Linked DNA regions of Mus musculus: all the other regions are linked to region 1. A link is a contact called in public HiChIP or PLAC-seq data. All regions are on one chromosome and are shown on one strand. The core of a region is the stretch at or near the end of the contact, and the rest is flanking DNA. Distances in the headings are between cores, read along the strand shown. Region 1 holds the start of Zdhhc17 (zinc finger, DHHC domain containing 17). Region 2 overlaps 1700020G17Rik (RIKEN cDNA 1700020G17 gene). Region 3 overlaps 1700020G17Rik (RIKEN cDNA 1700020G17 gene).

Region 1 (3,946 bases), core at 558-3,057:
AACATACATTTTTACAAAGAGGAAAGGTTTTTGTTTTTGTTTTTGTTTTTTTGTGTGTGTGTGTGTGTGTGTGTGTGTGTATAGTTTGGTCTCACTGAGCCACAAGCTGGCTTCCAACACATTATACTCTCAAAGATAGCTTTGAGCTCCTAATCCGTCTCTCTCTACCTCCAAACATCCACTGAGTGCCACAGTACATTAAAATACATAAGACACTTTTAAGTGCTTGAAATATACCCACAGGAACCGATGAGCAGAAATATTCCTTAACCCCAAATACAACACAACATCTGAAAACTTTCTGGACATATTTTAGGACCTTGTGTAAACCAAAAGAAATCTTTCTAAGTTTATTGCCACTTTAATTTTTCAGAAAGTTTCTTCTTACTGCATAGCTGTGTCAGAAACCCAAAACAGTCTTTTCTAATGAGACTTGTCTCAGCATATATTTCTAAGAAACTGTCTCAGTTTGTGTGTGTGTGTGTATGTGTGTGTGTGTGTGTGTGTGTGTGTGTGTGTGTGTGTATGATCAAGTTAAGAGATAATAGGGTATTAATACGAAAGTGGTCCTTTGTATTTACAATTAAAAAAAAAAAAACAAGACACAAAAGCCAGGAAGAAATAAAATCAATCGAATGCAAAGTAACCACGTTTATTCGAACACCACGGATCTGGACACCATTCTCAACCTCAAAACACGACCTGAGTTCTGCAGGAAGCTGCGCTACACTTTCCTGCCCTCCCCGCATCTCACCGTGCACCGATGATAATAATAATAATAATAATAATAATAATAATAATAATCAACAAACCTGGATACACAAAGAATTGCTTCCAGGCCTTTACTAAACACAAACTCAGCTACAAACTGGGAGGTAAACAACGGGCAGAACCTGACGGCTCCGGCAGAGAAAACTGTTCCCGTCCAGGAGATACAAAAGAAAAAACGGTGGGAAACGTGTTGCGCTGTCTACCCTCCCTGACAGTCCCCAAACAGCGCTACTTTGTGACAAGCTAATGGGTGCGTGCGTTTATTCGCCAAAGTTCAGACCCTCTCTCTTTTTGTTTTTTTGTTGTTTTCTTTTCTTTTCTTTTTAATAGCCTAAGGGCAAACACACCCCGAAATTCGCTGTCCCCAGCGGCGAGCTGGTTGCTATGGCATAATCTGGAAGGACATCACTTTGCCCAGGAAAACTACGATCCCCGGGGAACGAGTGAACTGATGGGAAGGGTCGTGTCATCCGCCACCGAGAAAGAGGGGACGAGGAGAGAGTTAAAACCAAACAGCAGATCGGCTGCCTCCCCTGCCTGGGGAGGCTTGGAGCGAGACCAGGGGCTCCGGCCGAGGTTCCAAAGTGTCAGCAGGCCCCCGTCGCCCCTGCACCCGCAGGCAGCGCGGCGACACCACAGGACCATCGCCATCCCCACCTCTGTCCTCCAGGCACCGCCAGGGACGGCGTCCCAGAGCCCGCCCCGGCCGGGCCCGCCCCGCTATCTCCTCCCCCGTTATCCGCTCGCTCGCCGCCGCGCTCGGGCCTGGACTCGCTTTCTTCAGCCTCCCCCGGGGTCCCGCCACAGGTCACCGCGCCGGACGCCTCGGCCGCCGCCCCGGGCGAGGCTGAGGGAGCGAGGCCGCGGGACCGCAGGGTCCCGGGAAGGCGCTCGGCGCCGTCCCTCACCTCCGGGTGGAGAAGGGGCACGCAGCCCGTTTCGGTCTCGTACTCATCCGGGCCGTCCGCCATCTTGGTGTTAAATCCCTCCTCCCGCTGCATGCTGGGAGAAAGCGTTTCAGCCTCGCGGGGCTCGGCAAGGCGGAGGGCGAGCGCGAGGGCGAGCGCGAGCCCGGATGAGGGCGACGCGGCGCCACCGCCACCGCCGCCACCTCCTCTTCCCTCCGAGCCCCCGGGACGCCCCCTCAGCCCCTCCCGCCGCGGAGGGCGCGGGTCCCGATGCGCGTGCGCCGGCCCGGCCCGACCCGGCCCGGGGCTGGAGTGTGCTCTCTGCTGCACTGCGCCGGGGCAGCGGACCGCGTTGGGCGTGGGCGCCGCGGCCCGGGGGCGGGTCCCGGTCGGAGGCCGATGCTGCTGCTGCTGCTGCTGCTGCTCCTCGGCTCCGGCCACCCGGGAAAGGCCGCGCGCGACACAAGACGGAGATCCAGAGCCGCGCAGGGCAGGGTCCCGAGCCTTCCAAGGGCTGGAAGGGCTTAGGGTGTGACCCTGGGAGAGCAAGGATGCGTTCTCCTCGCCTCCGCACCTGTGCCTCGGGGACACCGGGAGAAGCAAGGACAAAAAAAAAAAAAAAAAAAATTGGCTTCCTTGAAAAAGCTTTTGTTGTGTGATGCCCTCTTTGCGATTGAGCTAGGGCATTTTTTTTTAAAATCCTTGCTTTTGACAAGGTCAAAGCCCCACACTTTCCCATCTGCTGCATTTTAATAGGGACCCGGGGATTCAAAAGTGAAACCTTTTTAAAATGAAAGCTCTAGAGTGTGACCCAGATAAAAATGATTAAAGCCGGCTTTAAGAGGATATTGGGGTTGGGAGGGGGCTGATGGAACAATTGCAGAAAGGATTTGTTTCTGGTTTGGGCTACTAGGGATTGTAAATCTCTACAGCGCCAGGGAACATTTAGCAAAGAGCGATCTGATTAGAGATTCTGATACTAACCAGTCCCCTGTCAAAGCCAAATCAGCCAAAGATCACCAGAGGGGAAAAAACCTGCAGTCGGACAAAGCCAGATTTACTGGTAGATCGGGAGGAAGGCACGTCAGAGGAAAAAAGGATGGGGCATGGAAGAGGAAACCCCTTTGTAAGGTTTATATTCCCGCCAAAAGAATCTGAGGAGGGTCTGGGGAGAGCTGAGATCGGTTCTGGATTGGACATAATCGATTCTGAGGAGGTGAGGAAAAACCAGGAGTAACAAGGCATTGGACGAGATCACGAGGCTAGGTCCGTTCAATACTGTGCTCTCCCAGTAACAAATGAAAACGGCAAAGTAGACCTAGTATTCGTCGGTAAACGGGCAGTAATCACTCAGAAAAAGGATGAATATGCTATTTTATAGCTGCTTCTGGTGGGGGGAAAGAAGCGGTCTCTTTGGCGCTGCCTGTCTCTGTGTGTATCCTCTCAGCAGGGCTTTTCCTTCCGGCACGGACCGATTTTCTTTTCTTCTTTTTTTTTTTTTCTTTCTTTCTTTTTTTGTCCTGGCAGAAACCAGAAACCATGCAATTCTAAACAGAATTCCTAGTTTTTCGTTCACAGCACCGAAATTTTCTTCAGTCACGTGTCAGCATGAACAGACTCTTTTTTTTTTTTCCTGTAATATTACAGGCTCGATCTCCTTACCCTTAGGCTTTTGCATTTACCCAAATCTAGGGGAAAAAAAAAGAGTAAAGAAACAGTTGAGAGGGTGTGGCATTCAAACCAACATGAAATGAACGACAGAACTAGGTATGGGGAACAAAAACAAAATAATTTGTATGAGTGCCCATGGAGTGCAGGTGTATGGTGGACATCTTCATAAAAGAGGTGTTCAACCTGAGAAGCCTGGGTTCACAGAGGGCTTTGAAAGAACGGTCCAAATTAATTGAGTCAGCAAAATCTACTGTTTAGCCCACGTGGTGGTTTGGTAATTTAAAAAGCTGTAGGTTAACTAGATAACAAAATTAAGTAAATCAAGATATTTCTTTTTTTTTTTTTAATGTAGGGATTTTGTTGTTGGTTTTGTTTTGTCGTTGGCTCTTTCTTCTTTCTGTCCACTATGAGTCAACCTGCTTTTTCCATGATGCTCCCACTACCACGATGCTTGGCTTCACTCAGGCCAAGAATCAATGAAGACAAAGATAACTGAAACCTCCAAAACCATAGACCGAAATTAATCCTTCCTCGTCTGAAGAAAGAAAGAAAGAGAGAGAGAAGGAAGGAAAGAAAGAGAGAGAAGGAAGGAAAGA
Region 2 (3,946 bases), core at 518-3,017, 200 kb before region 1:
CTGTACCAGCCCCACTGTTACATCTCGACAGTGCCGATTTAGTCAAGTAAGAGAGAGTGCACTGGGGTGCAATTTAATGTTACAGAAGATTTTCATGAACTTGAAAGTCAAATAAAGAACCAAAGGGATTTTATTTGATACTTAAAAATACGGAGTAGGAGTTAAGTCCGCCTGAGTGAGCAGTCAGAACTCATAATGACTGCACTCCGAACACATCTATTACAGAACAGTAGAATGCTTGGATGGCATTAGCCACGAGGTGGCACTTACCGGGTGGGGACTCATACAGCTGGCACAGGTGGGAGGTGTGTAAGGACAAGGCAAAATAGAAGAAGCCAAAGAACAAGTTAACTCTCCTTGCCTGCTGTAATCTGTGGTATAGAAGCTAAAGGCCAAGAAACGAGCAAAAAGCAGAATTTAGGAGTTAGTGATCGTCCCAGGACAACAGCAGCAAGCTGATTGATCGGTGGAAATAGACCCCTTTGGGGTTGGTTATTCTCGGCTGTGACTGATCCAGCTGTCTCCAAGATAAGTATGGCAGACTGCACCTTCGCGTAATTCCTCACTGTGAAGTGTCCCCGAGACACAGAAGTGATGCCATAACTCGAGCTGATTGAGAAAACTCAAATGGGGCTGTTTTGTAGTGTTCCATGAAAGTGGGTCTGAGGGTTACTCTCCCTCTATGCAATACCTAAGAATATGGAAAGATTCTCTCTCTGAGCATCCTCCCAGGGACCAGTGGGCAGCACGAACTTTGGACTGAGGTTCTACCACTTGATTTCCGGAATCTGGAAGCGTGTGTTAAAACATGGAAAGGGGAACAACAAATGTTGCTTTTGTGAGATTGGTGGGTCGGTAAAGTAAACATAATATTGAAACACAGAAGTGTCTGTCCTAGGTTGAGGTGGGACCTGAGAAACTGATCAAATCTAGATGCAGAGTGAGAGGATGGCTAATCAAATCCAGATGCAAGGGAAGAGGATGGCTAATCAAACCCAGATGCAATGGGAGAGGATGTGGTCTCCTGGGCGTGCTGCTATTGTAGCTGAAGGACCGTTCCATGGAGAGAAAGAATAAGAGCCATGATGCGGGACAAGAAGGGGGCCAGGAAGTTGGCAAGGGTGCTCTGAGCAACTGTTGGAACACCCCTGCCCCGTGGGCGGCCCATACTGTGGTTATTGTACCGTTGTTACAGGGTCTATTCATTGTCCTGAACACTCAGTCATGAGTCAGTCAGTCCTGACAAAACCTTAGTGTGATTGCCATCCCACATTCTAAATGATTCATGAAGGCTCAGGGAGATTAAATGAATGAATTATTGGTGTTGGAATGGAAGACCATAGTCTTAACTAATGGCTCCATCACCCTTTATGCACGCGTTATTCCTGAAGGTGGGGATATTATGCCATCGTAGACAAGACTCATACCGTCGACTCCAAAGTATAAGGATATTCTGTATTTAGTGAAATGCAGTGCTAGTATTATCTATTGTTACCAATCTGACATACTCTCCCCAAACCCTCTAGCATTATCCCCATTCTGCAAAGATCTGGAATCCCAAGTCCTTGCTTTTAACTGTAGAGCATTTCAGTCTCAAAGTTAGAGATGGGGAGGGTGGGTGATGGGGGAATGAATTGGCTTAATCCCTGGCTTATAAAAACCAAGGTTATTATAACCTAGTTAAACATTTTCAAAATTATTCACATATAAAATGAAACTGTCAAATCTTTCTCCACCTCCCTTCTGAGTCAGGTCTGAAGGCAGGCAGGCAGCCACTGAGGACCCACAGCCTGCTGGCAGGCGGTCCCGGCACATACTTGCTGACACAGCTCAAACGTCTAACTTACGTAACTTTTTTTATTTCCAAAGGAGACCTTTAAAAATACTTCCCTTTAGAGAGTAACCACAAGGAGAGGTTATACCTTGAGAAAACAAGCTGAAATAGAGAAGATAGAGCCTTTTGAAAATATTATTTTACTTTTTTACAAGTCAGAAACCATATGGAATTTCCACCCTCACACAGCACATTGATGACTTTGCCTGGCTTTCTGGAAACCTGACCCTCCAGGCTCCAAGCTCAGGAGCTTCTAGAGATGAGCTGCTGTCTGGAACTGATTCTGACAAGATGGGGCTGTCCACTCCCAGGAAGGGAGCTTGTGAAGACAGAGGTCAGAGACATCGGATTTTGATCCCTGGTGCCTTGACCTGATCTTGCTTCTCAAAATCATAATTTAGCTAATGCTGGTCTAGTAAGGCATTCCTCATGCCCTTAGCTTTTGCTTTTGAGAGTTACCAAGGATAGGACAGCACACTGCTCAGTCAGCCTGTGTGTTTCACATCTCTCTACAAGCAGTCAACCAGATAAGAACGATGAATGAGGCATGGTAGCCACGGTCCTCATTTGGTGTCCTGTGGCTTCATCTATCCTAGCTGGACATGGCTGGGGGTGGGGGGTGGGGGGGTTAAGAGCAAGCTGTTTTTCACTGAAGGGTTTTCACTCACTCAGTCAGAAGCCGAGCCATATCGTTACAAAGCCATGCAAGCTAGAGCAAGCCAGCATGTATTTCCAGTATTAGATACCATTCTTCCAAACACAGGAATTCATATCTGTGGATGTGACCAACCTCAGATAAGACATATTTAGAGCCAGGTGAGGTGGTGAAATCGCAGCCCTCAGGATGTCAAGACAGGACTGGTTTAAGGTCAGCCTGGGCTTGCAGTGAGTTCTGGGGCAGTCTGGGGCTACAGAGTGAGATCCTGGTTCAAGGAAGGAAGAGAGGGAAGGAGGAAAGACTGGATCATGCTCTGACGGATGGCTTGCTTGTTACTCTATGATACTGAATAACACTTATTCGCATACCATCTGTCTTGCTTTGGGTGGTGTGGGTAAGCTCAAGGCGACCTGAGGCACTTGGGAGGACATACATCCATCTGATCTTACAAAAGGGTCTTGAGCATCTATAGATGCTGGTGTCTATAGGGGCATGGAGCCAATGCCTCAGGCACCCAGGGAGAACGGTATAGTCCTGTGACGTTTGGGTGCATTCTACAAATTGTTCCTATAGCTCCATCTTCAATCTGGCTCTAAATGCAAGGCTTCCCCCTTGTATCAGCTAGAAGTCACTTGAATCACCCCGGTGTTCAACGGCTTAAGCCCTCCCTCTCCCTGCTGTACTGGGAAGGTTTGCCAGTCCAGCTGTGCTTGGCTGACTGCATATGGCTTTGCTCATATGTTTGCCATTAGCCAGCGGCTTGGTGAAGAGACGGCTGGTTTTGGAAGGCCTCTTGCCAGCAAGCTCCATTCCGATCAGCCATCATTTCTGCTGTGTCGAGAGTCAAGTCACCAGGCTGGGCAGTCTCAAAAGGCAGAGAGCTAGAGCTCACCAGCGGACAGGAAGAAATTGTGAAGCTGTGTAGATTTGAGTATGGACTGCGAGGGAAGAGAGAACTGAGCAGCAATGACCTGCAGTCTCCCTTGGCCTGGAACTGGATCCTGAAGGGAACATAGTTTGTCTTGGTGACTGACCGCTTCCTCGATGGTGGGGATATGGAAGACTGTTGGATCTGAGGTGAAAAGACCCAGATTTGAATCTCAGCTGTATCATTCATTCCCTTACCACATGGTGTTTGCCTTTTTAAGGATTTTTTAAAGTTTTTAAAAAAGATTTATTTATTTTATGTATGAGTATACTGCAACTGTCTTCAGACATACCAGAAGAGGGCATCAGGTCCCATTACAGATGACTGTGAGTCACCATGTGGTTGCTGGGAATTGAACTCAGGACCTCTGGAAGAGCAGTCAGTGTGCTTAATCACTGAGCCATCTCTCCAGCCCTGCTTTCAAAAAGTCTTGACAACACATGACCAAATGCTTCCTGAGAGTTTTGCCATATAGACACCCTCATATATTTAGTGAGGTAGGTTAGATGCTCTGAGTTTCAAGACC
Region 3 (3,946 bases), core at 1,031-3,530, 130 kb before region 1:
AGATTCCTTATGAGGCCTAACAGAATGCATGTGCCCCGTGAATAAGTGTCACACTGTATCATTTGAGAAATAATGACAGAGGAAAAAGTTCATATGCTCAATAGGGATAAATTTTCTTTGTAAATATTTCTATTCACAAGTGGTTGGATCCACAGACCATGAGCTGACAGACACAGGCGCAGACTGTATATGAATCCTAAGTACAGCTTTTCAAACACAGAAAAAACTGAAAATGCCTGACCTTATACAACCCCTCAGCATGACCCCCTCTCAACAAAACAGCATAATACCACATTGCCCATCCATGGCTCATTGAGAAGGAGAATATTAACAAAACAGGTAACTTTACAAATACCAACTTCTGGAAATTTCCATATAGGACTGTGAGGAATCTCAGGAAGAGAGAAATAAATCAAAATAAAAATTAGAAAACACACACACAAAAAAAAAAAAAAAAAAAAAACATGGGATGGGGATGACCTCAGTCAAAATGCCTCACAGTGGGGAGATGGACCCTGAAGTGACCACCTCAAGTAGATAGACAAGGCCCCAGTAGAGGGATGGGGTCAACAATCTACCTTCAAATTTTTTGACCCAGAATTGTTTCTGTCTAAAAGAAATACGGGGATAAAAACAGAGCAGAGATTGAAGGAAAGGCCATCCTGTGACCAGCCCAACTTGGGATCCATCCCATGGTTGGGCATCAGCCCCTGACACTGTTACTGATGCCATGCTGTGCTTGCAGACAGGAGCCTACAATGGCTGTCCTCTGAAAGGCTCGACCTGCAGCTGATGGAGACGGGTACAGAATCTCACAGCCTACCATTGGACTGAGGCTGGAGACCCTTATGAAGGATTATAGGAGCTGAAGGGGATGGAAGCCCCATAAGAAGAACAACAGTATAAGCCAACCTGGATCCCTCATAGCTCCCAGAGACTGAGCCACCAACCATAGTATACATACATGGGCTGGTCCATGGCCCCTGGCACATATGTAGCAGAGGACTGCCTTGTCTGGCCTCAGTGGAAGAGGATGCACCTAATCCTGTAGAGACTCGATACCCCAGGGAAGGGCAATGTAATGAGGGGGTGAGTTAGGGGGAATCAGGTGGGGTGAGCACCCTCTCAGAGGCAAAGGGGAAGGGCCATGGAGTGAAGAACTCTTGGAGGAAGGACAAGGATGGGGGCAACATTTGGAATGTAAATAAAACAATTAAAATAAAAGAAATTGCAAATAAACACCAGAGAACCAAATGCTGACAGTTTTTTTTTATGAAGCTAATAAAACAAAAACAATGACCAAATAGAAATCCTGCTAAACTTATTAAGAGGAAAAAAAATTATAGACTGTGCTAATGTATTAGGAATTTTTAAAGGGGACCTATAGACGTTGTCTTTAAATCATCTGCGTTACTTTTTGACTATTTTTGATAAGATGGATCAAACAAAATCTAGCCCCAATAAATGCTAGATTCGTTGAGTCACTTTAGAACACTTCGGGGACAGGCAATTCAGCATAGAACGAGCCAAAGCTTTTACTCTTGTAACTCAAGCCTGACCCTGCTTCTCTCAGTCGCTCTCATCTATTCTCCTTCATGCTCCTTCTGCTGCTGGTAGGATGACACTTTCTGGAATTTCTCCAAACTACATCCCAGAGCAAAGCATAAGACCTCCTCAGTGGCTCAGTAGATGGGTCCTTGTGTGTTATTGCCTCTGGTTGGCGCCTGAGCCCTCATCACTCAGTCACTGTGCTCTGATAGGCTGGACCTGTATCCCACACATTCTGCTGGAGAGCAGGAGCAGGCTTACCTACCCTCTGCTAGGCTGAGCAAGTTACCATGACTAGCTGCCTGGCAAAGCTAACAGCTGTGTGCGCGCCTATCGCTTTGGGCAAAGATTTGATTTCAAAGCAAGCTCCGACGCTATCAGCTCCCCGAGAGAATTTGATCTTTTACAGGTAGTGACTCAATACTGTTCCTGGAATTTGAGGGGGGTTCCCGCCATCACCTGATGATACAGGGGAAGCTGAAGCCACCATTTTAGGTTCTTAGTTTTATTAGGAAAATGATTTAAGAATGGATTTCCCTGTCCCAAAAAACCAAAAACCAAAACCAAAACAAACAAACAAAAAGAATGGATTCAAACAGAAGCTCAAAGACAATTTTATGAGTTTAAAAGTAAAGCTCCCAGGGCAGGCAAGCTGCAGATCTCAGCAGTGGCCCAGAGGAGGGTAACTGAGAAGCCAAGGGGCTGTTTATGCTGGTACTGAGGACTATACAGCAGCAGTGCGGTGGGGTGGTGGGGAGGAAAGCTTTAGAGAAACAGTAAAAATGCCCAAAGCATGAGAGAAGGTGTGCTTAGGTTCTGGCCAGGATCTGAAAGTCAGAGACAGAAAAAAGGAAAAAGAAAAAGCCTTGCCTTGCTGACTCAGGCCATAGGCGGGCATTAAAGGAGAATTTGTTCTGCCTATCTCTTTAGCCTGGCTTAAGGCGAGCCTGCCTTCCTTAAGAAGACAATTGAATTGACCTCACTGGAATGTGGAATGTTGGGTCTGCAGCCAGAGCAGTGTCTCTTCTCTTGACCAGGGCTTTTTCTTTAATGGATTTTGCTGCTTCACTAACAATACAAAGCCTAAATGGCGTGCCAGAAATGACTGTATGGATTTGGTTAAATTTGGTTCGGAATTGTTTCAAAGATGTATTTGCCAACAAAATGTCCTCAGAGTCAAATCCTAAAAGTCACCGTGTCCCTTTCAGGTTTGTCTATAAAAACAGATTCTACTTAAAATCAGCACCATGCGCTATAAAGTTTGTTCTTTGTTTATGTACTAAAAGAAAAAAAATCTCCTAGTGCTGCCTTGTCTGGGCTTTACATTTATAGCTGGGAAAACAAAAACAAACCACAAGGACCTTAGTTATTTGGGGACTAGGGTGGGGGTGGGGTGTTCAAGAGGACACTGAGACAGATTACTAGGGAGTGAGAAGTTTATTAGCAGACTTGGTGCCATGAAGAAGACAGACAGAAGTAACAGTGTGATGGAGAACTCGGAGGAGTGCTCAGACCCGAGCAGCAAAGATAGACAACATGCAGAGAGAGTCTCTGGGGAAACCAGCCACAGCCAACATGTACAGGAGCAAGCTTCTTCTTAGAGCTTGTCTCCTTCTGATGCTGAGAAAGGTTGGAGTGGCCACCAGGCTCTGGGATTCTCTTGCAGGATGCAGGGGAGGGGGCAGGGAACAAGAAATGTGATGTTTACATAAACGTCTGAGATAAGATGTCCTGGCTCCAGGACAGTGTTTTAGTAGAGTGCCTGTCTGGACCTGTGCAGGGCAGAGGGGGCTGCTGCGGATACAGCGGCCTGAGCAGAGCCTGGATCCTCACTTTGCGTTCTTACAGCCTCCATCTCTGCCCTCCCCAAACTGACAGGAGCAGGCTGAAGATCAAAAGAAATGTCCAACTGTCCCAGGACTGGAATTATTCCTACATCCCTCCCTAACAGTTCACACTTCAGGTTTCATGGGTCATTAAATCTGGCCAAGAGAAAACAGTTTGTTCCAGTGGGAAGTTCTGCAGTCACTGTGAAATGTGGCTTTAGTCTTTAGCCCAATTCCTTGGAGAATTGGGTGGGGCGGGAGAGAACAACTTGTCCAGCCTGTAGTCTAGACTCTAGCCCGATTGAAAGTGCCTCGCAATAGGCTTTGAAGGGTGGGTGGTCTGAGGGAAGAGAAGAGGCTGAGAAAAAGGACAAAGAACTGGAAGCATAAAAAGAGCAATAGAAAGTTAGGGGATGGTGGGTGAAGACTTGAAGAAGAGTGGGCGACAGGTTGAATCCTGCCTTCTGAAACATGGATAAATATCCATCTATGCCCACTGTCGGCTCTCATTCAAGGAAGGACGCCTCCTTCGAATGGTTCAGTGAATATTTCAAATGATCTTCAAAACTTTG

The links. HiChIP or PLAC-seq counts read pairs in DNA pulled down with a chosen protein or histone mark.
Region 2: a contact with region 1 is called in an H3K4me3 HiChIP or PLAC-seq map of craniofacial prominence, with 3 times the contacts expected there. The contact joins the enhancer-like site here to the promoter of Zdhhc17 in region 1. A contact is called at or near these places in 8 of 39 promoter capture datasets (the C10 cell line, the HPC-7 cell line, cranial neural crest and 5 more), 2 of 15 datasets of contacts at CTCF or cohesin (the NIH/3T3 cell line and embryonic stem cells), 5 of 484 Hi-C or Micro-C datasets (embryonic stem cells, forebrain, muscle stem cells and 1 more), 20 of 115 datasets of contacts at active chromatin or transcription factors (the 230-238 cell line, the NIH/3T3 cell line, bone marrow-derived macrophages and 11 more) and 4 of 9 other capture datasets (adipose tissue, embryonic stem cells, liver and 1 more).
Region 3: an H3K27ac HiChIP or PLAC-seq map of extraembryonic endoderm stem cells shows a contact between it and region 1. The contact joins the enhancer-like site here to the promoter of Zdhhc17 in region 1. A contact is called at or near these places in 3 of 39 promoter capture datasets (cranial neural crest, embryonic stem cells and liver), 1 of 484 Hi-C or Micro-C datasets (embryonic stem cells) and 2 of 115 datasets of contacts at active chromatin or transcription factors (extraembryonic endoderm stem cells and trophoblast stem cells).

The regions. Positions count from the first base shown.
Region 1 is chr10:111,008,259-111,012,204 of GRCm38.p6, forward strand. It overlaps Zdhhc17 (zinc finger, DHHC domain containing 17), which reads right to left and starts at 1,808. Exons shown (of 17, transcript NM_172554.2): 1 at 1,680-1,808. The coding sequence starts at 1,772.
Region 2 is chr10:110,803,389-110,807,334 of GRCm38.p6, forward strand. All of the region lies in intron 2 of 1700020G17Rik (RIKEN cDNA 1700020G17 gene), which reads right to left. Among named protein-coding and RNA genes, the nearest start is that of Gm36808, 6.9 kb to the left of the region's middle. Within about 2 kb of position 1,768, at least 78 of the 459 cell types and tissues checked have an H3K27ac peak or open chromatin away from gene starts, as enhancers often do. A contact at or near this core is called in the NIH/3T3 cell line, adipose tissue, craniofacial prominence and 3 more, where this site is marked.
Region 3 is chr10:110,876,296-110,880,241 of GRCm38.p6, forward strand. All of the region lies in intron 2 of 1700020G17Rik (RIKEN cDNA 1700020G17 gene), which reads right to left. Among named protein-coding and RNA genes, the nearest start is that of Gm22186, 14 kb to the right of the region's middle. Within about 2 kb of position 2,281, at least 72 of the 459 cell types and tissues checked have an H3K27ac peak or open chromatin away from gene starts, as enhancers often do. A contact at or near this core is called in embryonic stem cells, extraembryonic endoderm stem cells and trophoblast stem cells, where this site is marked.